2 separate regions of the Mus musculus genome follow, and region 2 is linked to region 1. The links are chromatin contacts, called in public promoter capture Hi-C maps. All regions are on one chromosome and are shown on one strand. Each heading gives the region's core, a stretch centred on a gene start, on an enhancer-like site or on the middle of the called end of the contact. The rest is flanking DNA. Distances are from core to core; before and after follow the strand shown. Region 1 holds the start of Msl3l2 (MSL3 like 2). Region 2 holds the start of Smpdl3a (sphingomyelin phosphodiesterase, acid-like 3A).

Region 1 (5,959 bases), core at 2,763-5,262:
CTAACAGCTTTGTGACTGTGGATTACTGTCTGTCCACTTGCAGACCATCTCAAACAAAAATCAACATATTCAGTATCACATTAGAGAAAATAATCAGGAAGAAGCAAAAAATTAAGATATAATCTAGAGTTTAGAGCATAAATTTGTTTATTTGTTCAATCTGAGCAAAAGCAAAGGCCTTCTGTGGATAGACTGACATTTTCCTCCCTGCAGAGCCTGTTCTGGTTGACAGAACACAGAGAAAATATGATTTCATTGTCTGTATCAGCAGTTCTCAATCTGTGGGTCGTGACCCCTTTGGCATACCGTGAAGTCTAAAAATATTTACATTACAATTCATAACAGTAGCCAAATTATAGTTTCAAGGTTGCAACAGAAAATACTTTTGTGGCTGGGGGTCACCACAACACAAACTGTATTAAAGGGTCTCAGCATTAGGAAGGTGGAAAACCTCTGGGCCAGATGACACCTCCAAATGGTGTTTTTCATTTATTTTCATTACATAATAATTTAAATAGTTTAAAAAGTCAACTAGTTTGGGAAAGCTTTTAAGGTGAAGAGTAATTCTTCACGTTTCCCTTCCTACTCCCTTAGCCCACCCCAGAGAGGCTCCTGCTGTCCAGTAACTGAATTATTTCCTTTGGAATTTATATTTAAGTCTTTTTTTTTTAGGTATTTTCTTCATTTACATTTCCAATGCTATCCCAAAAGTCCCCCATACCCCCCCCCCCACACACACTCCCCTACCCACTCACTCCCATTTCTTGGCCCTGGCATTGCCCTGTACTGGGACATATAAAGTTTGCAAGACCAATGGGTCTCTCTTTCCAGTGATGGCCAACTAAGCCATCTTTTGATACATATGCAGTTAGAGTCAAGAGCTCGGGGGTACTGGATAGTTCATAATGTTGTTCCACCTATAGGGTTGCAGATCCCTTTAGCTCCTTGGGTACTTTCTCTAGCTCCTCCATTGGGGGCCCTGTGATCCATCCAATAGCTGACTGTGAACATCCACTTCTGTGTTTGCTCGGCCCTGGCATAGCCTCACAAGAGACAGCTATATCAGTGTCCTATCAGCAAAATCTTGCTAGTGTATGCAATGGTGTCAGCGTTTGGAGGCTAATTATGGGATGGATCCCCGGGTATGGCAGTCTCTAGATGGTCCATCCTTTTGTCTTAGCTCCAAACTTTGTCTATGTAAGTCCTTCCGTGGGTGTTTTGTTCCCAATTCTAAGAAGGGGGAAAGTGTCTACACTTTGGTCTTCATTCTTCTTGAGTTCCATGTGTTTTGCAAATTGTATCTTGTATCTTGGGTATTCTATGTTTCTGGGCTAATATCCACTTATCAGTGAGTACATATCATGTGAGTTCTTTTGTGATTGGGTTATATTTAGGTCTTTAAGTAACTGAATGTATGTTTAACACTGTCTTGATGTTTCCAAGTTGGACTTCTTGTCTCTCATCTCTAGGTATCTGGATGGTTAGAACTTACTTTTCCCCTCTCTCCCTTCCTCCCTCCAGTTTTTACCATGTTCTTGATGGGATCATCCTTGAAGCCTTACATCATTATGTTTATATAAATCTTATTCATTGATGTGTTCAGTAACAGTACAGTATGGCTACATTATTCTTCCCATAACTTGATTTTTTTTCTTCAATACCTGTATGGTTTTGTAGGTGCCTTATTTTGTTTGTATCTTCTAAGGTTTCTTGAGAATATCCCCAAATATAAACCATTCCTTCCCCCATACCATATCACGTTTACTCAGTGCCATGAAGTTCTAGGAGCTGTGCACTGGTTCTAATTTAAATGATGTCATTTTGGAACAATCCCCTAAGGTAGTTATTTTCAGGATCCTTTAGAAAATAGCTAATGTAAATAGGGCACAAAGTAAGCTATTGACTTCAGATATTAGTAATTTGTACAGCTGGAATTTGAATCTGGTCTCTTTGATTCCAGAGACTACAATGCCTAATGCATTCATTGCCGAGGTTCCACATACCATTATCCAGGTTACACACATACACACACACACCCCACACACCACTGTATTAATGACTGTTCTCATTGAATGACATAACAAACACCTAATAGAAGTAAAGGGTTTAGGCTGGCCCAGTTTGAAGGCAGCCTGCCGTGGTGGAGAAGGCATGGCAGCAGGACTGTGGCACAGTGGTAGCTGCTTACATTGCTTCAGCACTCTGGAAGCAAAGTGATGGAGACTCTATTCAGTTCCTGTCTACTTTTTTAGGTAGTGTTGGAATCTAATCTAAGGAACCGCACAGTCTACATTTCAGGTGGGTTTTCCCACCCAAGCCAGTCTCAAAAATCCTTTATAGACCCGTCCAGAAGTTTGTCTCCTATGTGTTTTTGGAACCTGTTGCATTCATAGTCAACTTAACTACCATAGCATAGCTACTGTCCTATTTCCTGGATCCCTCTGTTGCTTTGATGGAGCCATTTTCTAGATAAGAAAGGCCCTAAAGATAAATGCATTAGCACTTTAGTGGGGTGGTAGGGGAGCACTCATACATAACTTTTTGGATTTACAAGAGTATAGGAATACTAAAGATTAGAGACCTCTCAACAAGAAGCTGCATTGAAATCAGTTCAATCCTTGTTAGTTTGTCTTCAGAGTCCCTGAAGCCTCTACCTCAGCCTGGCAGCTGTGGACTTCCACAGTTTGGCAAGCTCACTTTTGAGAAATACTGAGGTAAGGATTCTCAAAACTATAGAGTGATTTCTTTTCCCTCCCATATTTATTTTTTCTAGAATTCCTAAAATCACTTCTTTGCTTAGTTTTTTCAAATGGGGTCTGGAAATAATTTGTATCAAGAGTATTGTCACAAAGATATAGTATCTTTAATAGTAATGTCTAATATTTACAGTAATTCTTGTCAGGCATCACCAAGTACTTTAGCTTTAGTCTTGTAAGCCTGAGAGAACTAAAATCCTCCAATGAAACACTGTCTCACCTACAGTTTAAGTAAGTAGTTTATCAAAAAGTCTTTAACTGTTGTCCCATAGCTGGTGAATTCCAGTTTTTCCCAAGTTCACTTGTAATCTCTTCCTATATGTAAACATGTAGTCTAAATCACAAAATCAGTAAGTACCTTAGATGAGAAAGGAAGTACAGATGGCAAAAAAATCTAATGATTATTATAGAGTTTATACTTTACAGAGACAAGCATGCCTGGTACAATTATCTATCATTATTATTACTACTACTACTATTATTGGTTAAGATTTGTTTGTTTATTTATTTCATTCACACCAGAAGAGAGAATCAAATTATATTACAGATGGTTGTGAGCCACCATGTGGTTGCTGGGAACTGAACTCCGGACCTCTGGAAGAGCAGCCAGTGCTCTTAACCACTGAGCCATCTCTCCAGCCCAGCTGGAAAATTCTCCCGTCTACTGTGAAGTTTGAACTGGTATCTTTAACTTCCCTACATTATATCTACTTTTGTTTCCTATTCAGTCTCAGCTGCTTATAGGCTTCTGTGTCTAAGGCTGTATTTTGTGGGGTTTGAGCCCCCCACTATGCTGCATTAATCTTGTGTTGGTTTTGGGTGCTAGATGGGTGTTCTCAGGACTTGCTAAGGGGGTTCTCTAGACCCTAGCTTACTCTTGGTGGCATAGTTCCCTATAGCCAACAATTCCCTTATTGTTCAGTGCTATGAGATGTGGAAATGTGGCAAAATACCTCTAACATATGCCTCTAGAATACCTCTCCAGACACTTTGTCCCATGAGACGTATTTAGAGAACCACAGTCTATGTCTGCTTAGCCCAGAGAGGGCATTGACAACTAATTATGGGATGGAAATCCAGAATCCAGTGCTGGTCAGTGGGGTCAGGGAAGCTCAAAAGCAGCTGCATCTCTGAAAAGCTTACCTCATCAAGGTGGGGATTCAGGAAAACTGCAACCGAACTGCTCGCTGTGGGAATCCTAGCCAACCGTGCAATCCTTTCTCACCCCGCAGTTTTCGACTGCTTTTGAAGCCCAGGAGGAGAGGGGGTGGGGACCTTGAGAATCTTGCTAGTTTCAGTTTTCACCGGATTTGTCTGGTTTACTTCCCGACTCTCTAGCGCCCCCTCCCTCCAGGAGAAGATGTTTCAACTTGGAGGAAATGGCTACAGCCCAACGGGTGGCACTGCCTCCAGAGACTAGGGCCCTCCCACATCAAACATCAATCAAGAGAATGCTTGACAGGCTTGTCCTTTGGCTAATCCGCTGAAGACATTTTCACAATTAGGGGTTTCCTCCTCCAAAATGGCTATAGTTGATACTGAGTTGACGCTAGCCAACACAGCAGCAGGAAGGACAGTGGTCTTCGTAGGCCCTGCTTCCAGCCTTTAAGACCCGAGCCCCCCCACCCCCACCCACCCACCCACACACTTTTTCCCACAGCTCCAGGCTTCTAGGCGATCTGCAGTTCCTGACAGGCAGACTTACTGCGATGCTCTCTCAGATGATGCGTCTACATCCCAAGACGTATTTGAGCTATAAACACTTCCCAGAACTATAACACGAGTATCCTGCATCTACTGAGTGCAAACCTGTTTCATTTAAATCCTTCGTGGTGATCTATTTTTACGTTGCTTCATCCCGTTTAAAGGCTGGTAATACCGAGTTTACAGAGTACTTCATATGTATCCTCTCTGCTGTCTGCTCCCTCGCTTCTTGAAGACAGCGGGGGCAAGAGAGAACCTGTCAGAAATAGAAGTGAATCTTCAATTATTCGGGCACGTTACACTCAGCTATCAAAGAAAGTGGCACTTTTGTAAAATAAGGTTAAACTGACCCAAAGAACACAGTAAATTTTATGAACATATGAATTATATGTGCAGCGTAATCTCTAGTTTATGTGAAATTTTCTCTAGCTACAGAAGAAAAAAATGACTAAGTCTGGCTTATAGATGGTATTATGTGCTACACCTGCAGTTACTGATCTTTTGACCATGGATATCTAAAAGAGGGGATTTTAAAGTACACTGTCTACTTATTTGCTTTGTCTGGAAAGATAAGCATTTAGGTATTGATTTTTATAGCTTTATGGGCCTTGACTGATGAGTAGAAATAACGGCCAGGGGCTCAGGAAACAATCATCAGGAGATTTATTTTAGAAGATGGTTGAACAGAGCACTTCTCACTCTACTAGGAATCAGTGTATAATCAATGAGCACACAGGGGGATCTGATTAAATGAAATGGGTCACAGAACAGAACAAAAACCGTCATGAATCCAGAAAGGAACTGGTAGGGATACAGAAGGGTTGATAGAGAAGAGAGGGAGATAAGAAGGAATATTGGAGAGCTAGCTAGTAATTGCTTTATATCATATGCCCATACGATATTGTCATATAACAAAGTAAATGAAAAATATAAGGAGAAGACCAATAGAAAAGAGTAAATAAAGAGTTCTCTAAGAATAACCCTAGTTTTCTTGATGTCCTCACCTTATTTATTGGTGAGTTTTATGAAGCTGTTTGAAGTGTACCATGTGCTTTGCTGTATTTTACCTCCATACCTTCATATTTCTTCCTCTTCCCTCTCCTTCTAGTTGCCTTCCTTCATTCAGATTGTCTCATTGTCACATGCACACACAGGAAAGGGGGAGGGGGAAGGGGAATCTAAATAGAATCTAGGAACCACATGTAAGAAAACATTTTATACATTGTTTTTTTTTGGGTCTAGCTCATTTTGCTTAACATGATCTCTAGTTGATTCCATCTTCTTTCAAATGATGTAAATTCTTTGTTATGATGGCTGATTAAACCTCCACATTGTGTACTCATGCCACATGTTTGTCTCCTTGTGCATTTGTTTGCATGTGCCTATGCTGGCCTCATGACTTGAATGTTGTGAATGCTGCTGTCACTGCAGATGGGCAGGTATTGCTGTGGCTTGCTGAAGTTGAGTATGTTCCCTGGAGTAGGGCATCTAGATTTTGT
Region 2 (5,645 bases), core at 854-3,353, 1.7 Mb before region 1:
CAAAATTTCTTTCTTATCCCCCAGATAAACTTTTCAAATATTTTTTCAAGATATGTGTGTTACACAGTCTACATAAGTGCTCAAATTTATTTAAAGAGATACTCAAAATTTTCAGAAAAAAAAATTCAGTCAAAGAATGCTTAATAATTTGTCCCAGCAAACCCAATGAACCATAATTATATGGACAATTGTATGTAGTCGTTTAAGTGGGCGTTGGTTGATCTGTTTATAAAGTCAGTTGCTGTGTGCTAAGTACACCAGCAGGTGACAGCCTACTAAATCTTTTAAAAATGAAGCCAAACACCCAGGGTGGTGGTCCTCTAGTCACATGGACTTGGCAAGGGGGAAAACTAAGACTGGGAACTTAAACACAGTTAGGAAACAAGCAGAGGCCAGGCTGGGTGGAAGTTGTGGAGGGAAGTGCAAAGGGGCCAGGGGGAGAGAGGCCTTCTAGTCAAGTGGAAAGCAGGTAAAATAATCCATGCAATGTGAAACCAGAGTCAACAGGTCTGGTTATTCTCTCTCCCTCCCGCTACCAAAACAGGAAGGTATCAGAAGGAGAGTCACATGATCACGGGCAAAGTTTTATGACTTCTTTCAGCAATTAATTCATTAAAACCAAAGGCGAATTTACCTGTGGTGCAGCCTGAGACATTTCCAGGTCAAAATCCGGAGCAGTCACAAATTTAAAATAGCACAATTCCAGCAATATAAAAACACGAGGCAGCCACATATGTACACATTCTGGGGGCTATTTCTGTTACAGGTGTTATTTGCCAGAGTTGACAAACCGGACATACAGCTGTGGCTTGCAAAAGCTTGACAGCTAAGTCAGGTGTACTTCACTCATAAGCAAGGAGAAGGGATTCCCTGGACCCCATTCAGGGAAGTCCTGTGCAGATCAGAGGCAGGCATGGAGAGGAGGCAGACAGCAGGAGAGTTTCAGTTCTGAGCACAGGTGAAAGTCTCAAGGATAGCTCTCTCTGCAAATCAAAACAAACCCCCCAACTAGAGCAATTATTTTTAAACGGAGCTAGGGAGATGGGGGAGGGGAGCGTCACCTTAAGTTTTAAAACCCAGAAGGCAACCTACAGTCTTACTAAACATTCAGTCTGGACGGGGATTTTCTAATTTGAGAGGGATGAAGAGTGTTAAACTGTGCCCAGGAATCCATTCCCACCGGTCTGGATCCAGTAATTTTGGAGTGGGGCTTAACTTACCGATTTTTTTTTTTCCCACCAAGTTTGGCAGCTGCTACTGCTGGGTGGAAGGAGACTGAGGGGGCAGGGCAGGGCAGGGCAGGCCAAGATTGCAGAAACAGAGTAATAGGCTCCCGGTAAACAGAACACACCACAAACGCAAGACCCCAAGTGCACCAAGGGCTGCGGAAGGGCTCAGGGGTTTTATGTTAAGAACGAAAGAGACCAGACGCCTCGGAGACCTGAAGAGGCAGAATTAGGCTCCGACGTCACTGAGCAGAACAGAATAGGACTGAAGCTACATCCAGGTGTAGGGACCCTGTAGGTCCTCCTCTGCTCTGGGCAGACTAGGTGACTCCGGGAATGCCCACAGCCAATTCTGAGCGGCATTTCCCACCAGACAACAGCTTCAGACTTTCCTCCCCTGGGAACTAAACCACCCAGACCCGGGATGTAAACAAACGCCCAGCAGGCGGCTCGGCTCCATACTGGCGCCCACGGGGCGCCCCCACCATGACTCAGACCCAGTGACCTTGCTGTCTGGCCTTTGGCCACAGTGACCAGTGTGGCGGCGTCCTGTGCCCCGCTGCCTACGCACCCGGCACCTTCATGACTTCGCCGACCCCCTCCACCGTCCTGTGCAGTCCCGATCGGTCCACTCACCCACAGCTGGGGCGCGATCCGCCGGCGCCAGGGGCACCCCGAGCCCCGGGCCGCAGAGCCAGGCAACCAGTAGGCAGCAAAGGAAGTTGCCCAGCAACGCCATGGTGGAGGCCACTGCCCCAGGACGCTAGACTGGAGCTTGGGCGCCGCTGAGACCCGCAGGCCCTAGGGGTGGAGAGGAAGCCAGAGCCTTTCCTTGTGTTGACGCCCAGCAAGCAGATCACGTGTAATATTAGATTCCCCTGAGCACGAGTTCTTCTGACCTTCTGGACTCCTTTATTTTAATATGCTTCCTTAATTTCTTAGGTCAATGGGAAACAATGTTCTTGCTCCAACCCCGTATTGTTTCCTTCCCTGAACCCCAGGAGCGCCTACCTGACAGGGCCATTTAGCAGAGGTACTTGAAAAGGCAGGAGAACCCTGAATCATAGTTAAGACAAACGAGTACAAGAATGGGTTTGGATTTCCTCAATGGTTTCGCTACCTGGGATTTATGACAGAAATGTAAACTCCCAAGCCTCAGGCCACCGCTGATAAATGAACAGATTAGCTGGGCTGGCCATGTGTGGCTTCATAGTACTCCAAGGTGATAGATAGGTGGAGTCGGCAAACTATGTCCCAGGTTCACCAGGCTGAACGTTTTCCTTTCCACAACTGAGTTAAGCACGTCCTCATGCAACCTACCTGGTAAATACAAATAGAGACTGTTGATTTTTCTATTCCAAAAGTTTTATAAGTATTGGCAAAGACACCAAAACCCACAGACTGTGTGTAATATGTATTCTTTGTTCTCTCTCTAGGAATTTATGAGAATGCGCTCTCTTTATAATATAGCCAACAACTTTAATTTATAAAACGTAGGGTGTCTTTGGAGAAGAGCAAACCTTTGAGAGATGCTGACCTCATAAAAGATGTGAGCTGTGGCGTCTTGAGGAAGCCGTGCTGTGTTAAAAGGTCCTGACAAAATACTATGCTTTAGCTGAGTTCAAGGTACTTATTATGGGAAGATGGGTGTTTTAGGTGGACACCCACATTGTCTTGGGATACCATGGCCTCTTTAATACTCAAATGCCTTAATTTGTGTATCTAGCATACCATTTTCATGATTAAAAGAGTATCTCTGTCACTAAGCTTAAATGGTTTTTCAATATCCTCCAACTATAGAATTAAGAATACTACATTGAAACTTTATAGTTTACCTACTTAGATTTACATTCTTTGTAATAGGAACATATCTGGTAAGTGTATTGATTTATTATTTTCTTTGTTCTATAACTGTAAGTTTCTGTAACCTATTCCATGTTGAAACAGTCATTTAGAGAAACCAGGATCTGTGTTCTTAGCCTAGGATCACACATATTTGGCTTAGGATACATTATTTTTGTATTTTCTTTAGGTACTTTTACCATTATATTTTACAAATATATTTATTTTCCATCAGAGGAAAAAAACTTTGTTTTATATCTGCATGATTTAGACATTATATCTTGTGAATAAATTTTTTTTAATGGACACTAAGTTTCCTTTCAGATCCTGGTAGACTCCTCCAAGTTTTGCTACATCATTGGGGTGATTCAGAGCAGTTCAAGAACCATGCATGCTTCCCTGCAACAGACATGGTCACTTCTGCAATTTCTCAGTCTACAGTCTAAAGAGTACAGGGAAAGTAAAGCCGGGAAATGGTGGTGAGCTTGAAATGCAGAAATGGATCAGCAAGATAGCAAGAGCTTGAACATTTTAAAAGAAAGTGAACTAATGATCAGAATACCAGTTTTGCTCATTATAACTGTGATCCAACCAGAGATGATCATTCAGACACAGTTGAGAGCCGATTGCAAGCCAGCTGGCTGGAACTATGTTCAAGTGTTCGGGATGTAAGCTTATTCAGAGCAAGTCTTTTAAAGAGAAAAACCATATCCTGGTATCTCACTTTGCATTGGCAGAGGTAGGTTTGCACAAGCAAGCTGTTTAGCAGAAGCGATAAGTTAGCTGCAGCATCTTGGCCTTTGGTCCTACAATAGAGTCGGGTAAATTCCCAGTGGATTCTCCATTAAAGAGATCAAATTCTAGTTAAGCCTGAAATGGCCTCAGTAAGAATACAAGATAGAGGAACATCTGCAGTGTCTTGCCTTGTCAAACATTATTTTTCAACTTCTAAGACATGTTATAGGAAGTAAATTGGTTGTGAAATAACTTCAGTTAAGACAAAATATGAAGCACACACATTGTGAAACCTTTAAAATGCTTGAGAACATAAACTGATAATGTTTTAAGTGAGCAATGGAAGCCACAGCCTCCTTTCTACTCACTAAGAAGAAGCTCAAGGCTTCAGTGTTCCACACGCTGATATACCTGCAGTGTAAGCCTACTCCTGTAGGTCTTCAGCCCCCATGCATTTGTCTTTATCTGAACCAGGGAAAATGTGAGATAAAAGCCCCAAAAATAAATAAATAAATAAGTAAATAAATTTTGATGACTGTCAGTGGTTCATCTCTGTTGTAATGAACCATGAAACTAGTTTTATTGTTGTGAAGAGACATCGAGGCAATGGCAACACATATAACAGAAAACATTTCACTGGTGTTTGCTTATAGTTTCAGAAATTTAGTCCATTCTCATCAAGTGTGCATGTAGAAATGCTACCAAAGAAGTAGCTGAGAATTCTACATCTGTATCTGCGGGCAACATGAACAGAGAGAGCAGCTGGATCTGGCTTGGGCTTCTGAAACCTCAAAGCCCACCCACAATGACACACTTCATCCAACAAGACCACACCTTCTAATCCTTCCAAATAGTGCCACTTTATAAGCATTATGAATTTATGGGGGCTATTAATATTAAAACCACTATAGAAGGTAAAGTTTTCTTTTCTAGATTATAGTCCATCATTAAGAGAAGTCAGGTCAAGAACTCAAGATGGAGCTTGATGCAGAAACATAAAGAGTGATTCTGGCTCTTGCATACACTTACTCTTAGTGAGCTTTCTTATAGAGCTCAAGTCCACAGGCCCAGGGAATGGAGTCACCCATAGTGGGCTGCATCTTCCTTTATCACTTAACAACAAAGACCCCATATACATTAACATTGGCCAATCTGATTTGGGCAATCTCTCAATTAGGCTCTTCTTCTCAAGGGAACCTAAACAATGCTAAGTTGTCAGTTAATGCTAACCAGTACAGTGGTCTATGAGTGGATTTTATACAAAAACTTTTAGGTTAGTTTACAAATTTGAGAACTTTGAATTTCAAAAGTGTTGTTTCCTCAATCTCTTGGTCAATTTGTCCTTGGTCTTGGGAAATATCCCCTTTCCTTTAACAATGTGACAAGGGAGTGAGCTGATAGTTGTTATATCTACAGACTATTAAGTGAAATAGAATTTGGTTTTGTCACATGAAACTCAAGATAAACGAAGACCAAAGTGTGGTCACTTTGCCCCTTCTTAGAATTGAGAACAAAACACCCATGGAAGGAGTTACAGAGACAAAGTTTGAAGCTAGGATGAAAGGATGAACCATCCAGAGACTGCCCCACCTGGGGGTCCATCCCATAATCAGCCACCAAACGCAGACACTATTGCATATGCCCGCAAGATTTTGCTGAAGGGACCCTGATATAGCTGTCTGTTGTGAGGCCAAGCCAGTGCCTGGCAAACACAGAAGTGGATGCTTACAGTCAGCTATTGGATGGAACACAGGGCCTCCAGTGTAGGAGCTAGAGAAAGTACCCAAGGAGCTGAAGGGGTCTGCAACCCTATAGGTGGAACAACAATATGAACTAACCAGT

The links. Capture Hi-C pulls out chosen DNA fragments and counts their contacts.
Region 2: a contact with region 1 is called in a promoter capture Hi-C map of liver, with 2.9 times the contacts expected there. The contact joins the promoter of Smpdl3a here to the promoter of Msl3l2 in region 1. A contact is called at or near these places in 5 of 39 promoter capture datasets (cranial neural crest, hippocampal neurons, liver and 1 more), 1 of 115 datasets of contacts at active chromatin or transcription factors (astrocytes) and 2 of 9 other capture datasets (adipose tissue and liver).

Annotation. Positions count from the first base shown.
Region 1 is chr10:56,104,970-56,110,928 of GRCm38.p6, reverse strand. It overlaps Msl3l2 (MSL3 like 2), which reads right to left and starts at 4,012. Exons shown (of 2, transcript NM_001163833.1): 1 at 3,900-4,012. All of the region lies in intron 22 of Tbc1d32 (TBC1 domain family, member 32), which reads left to right.
Region 2 is chr10:57,791,002-57,796,646 of GRCm38.p6, reverse strand. Smpdl3a (sphingomyelin phosphodiesterase, acid-like 3A) reads right to left here and starts at 2,103. Exons shown (of 8, transcript NM_020561.2): 1 at 1,863-2,103. The coding sequence starts at 1,965.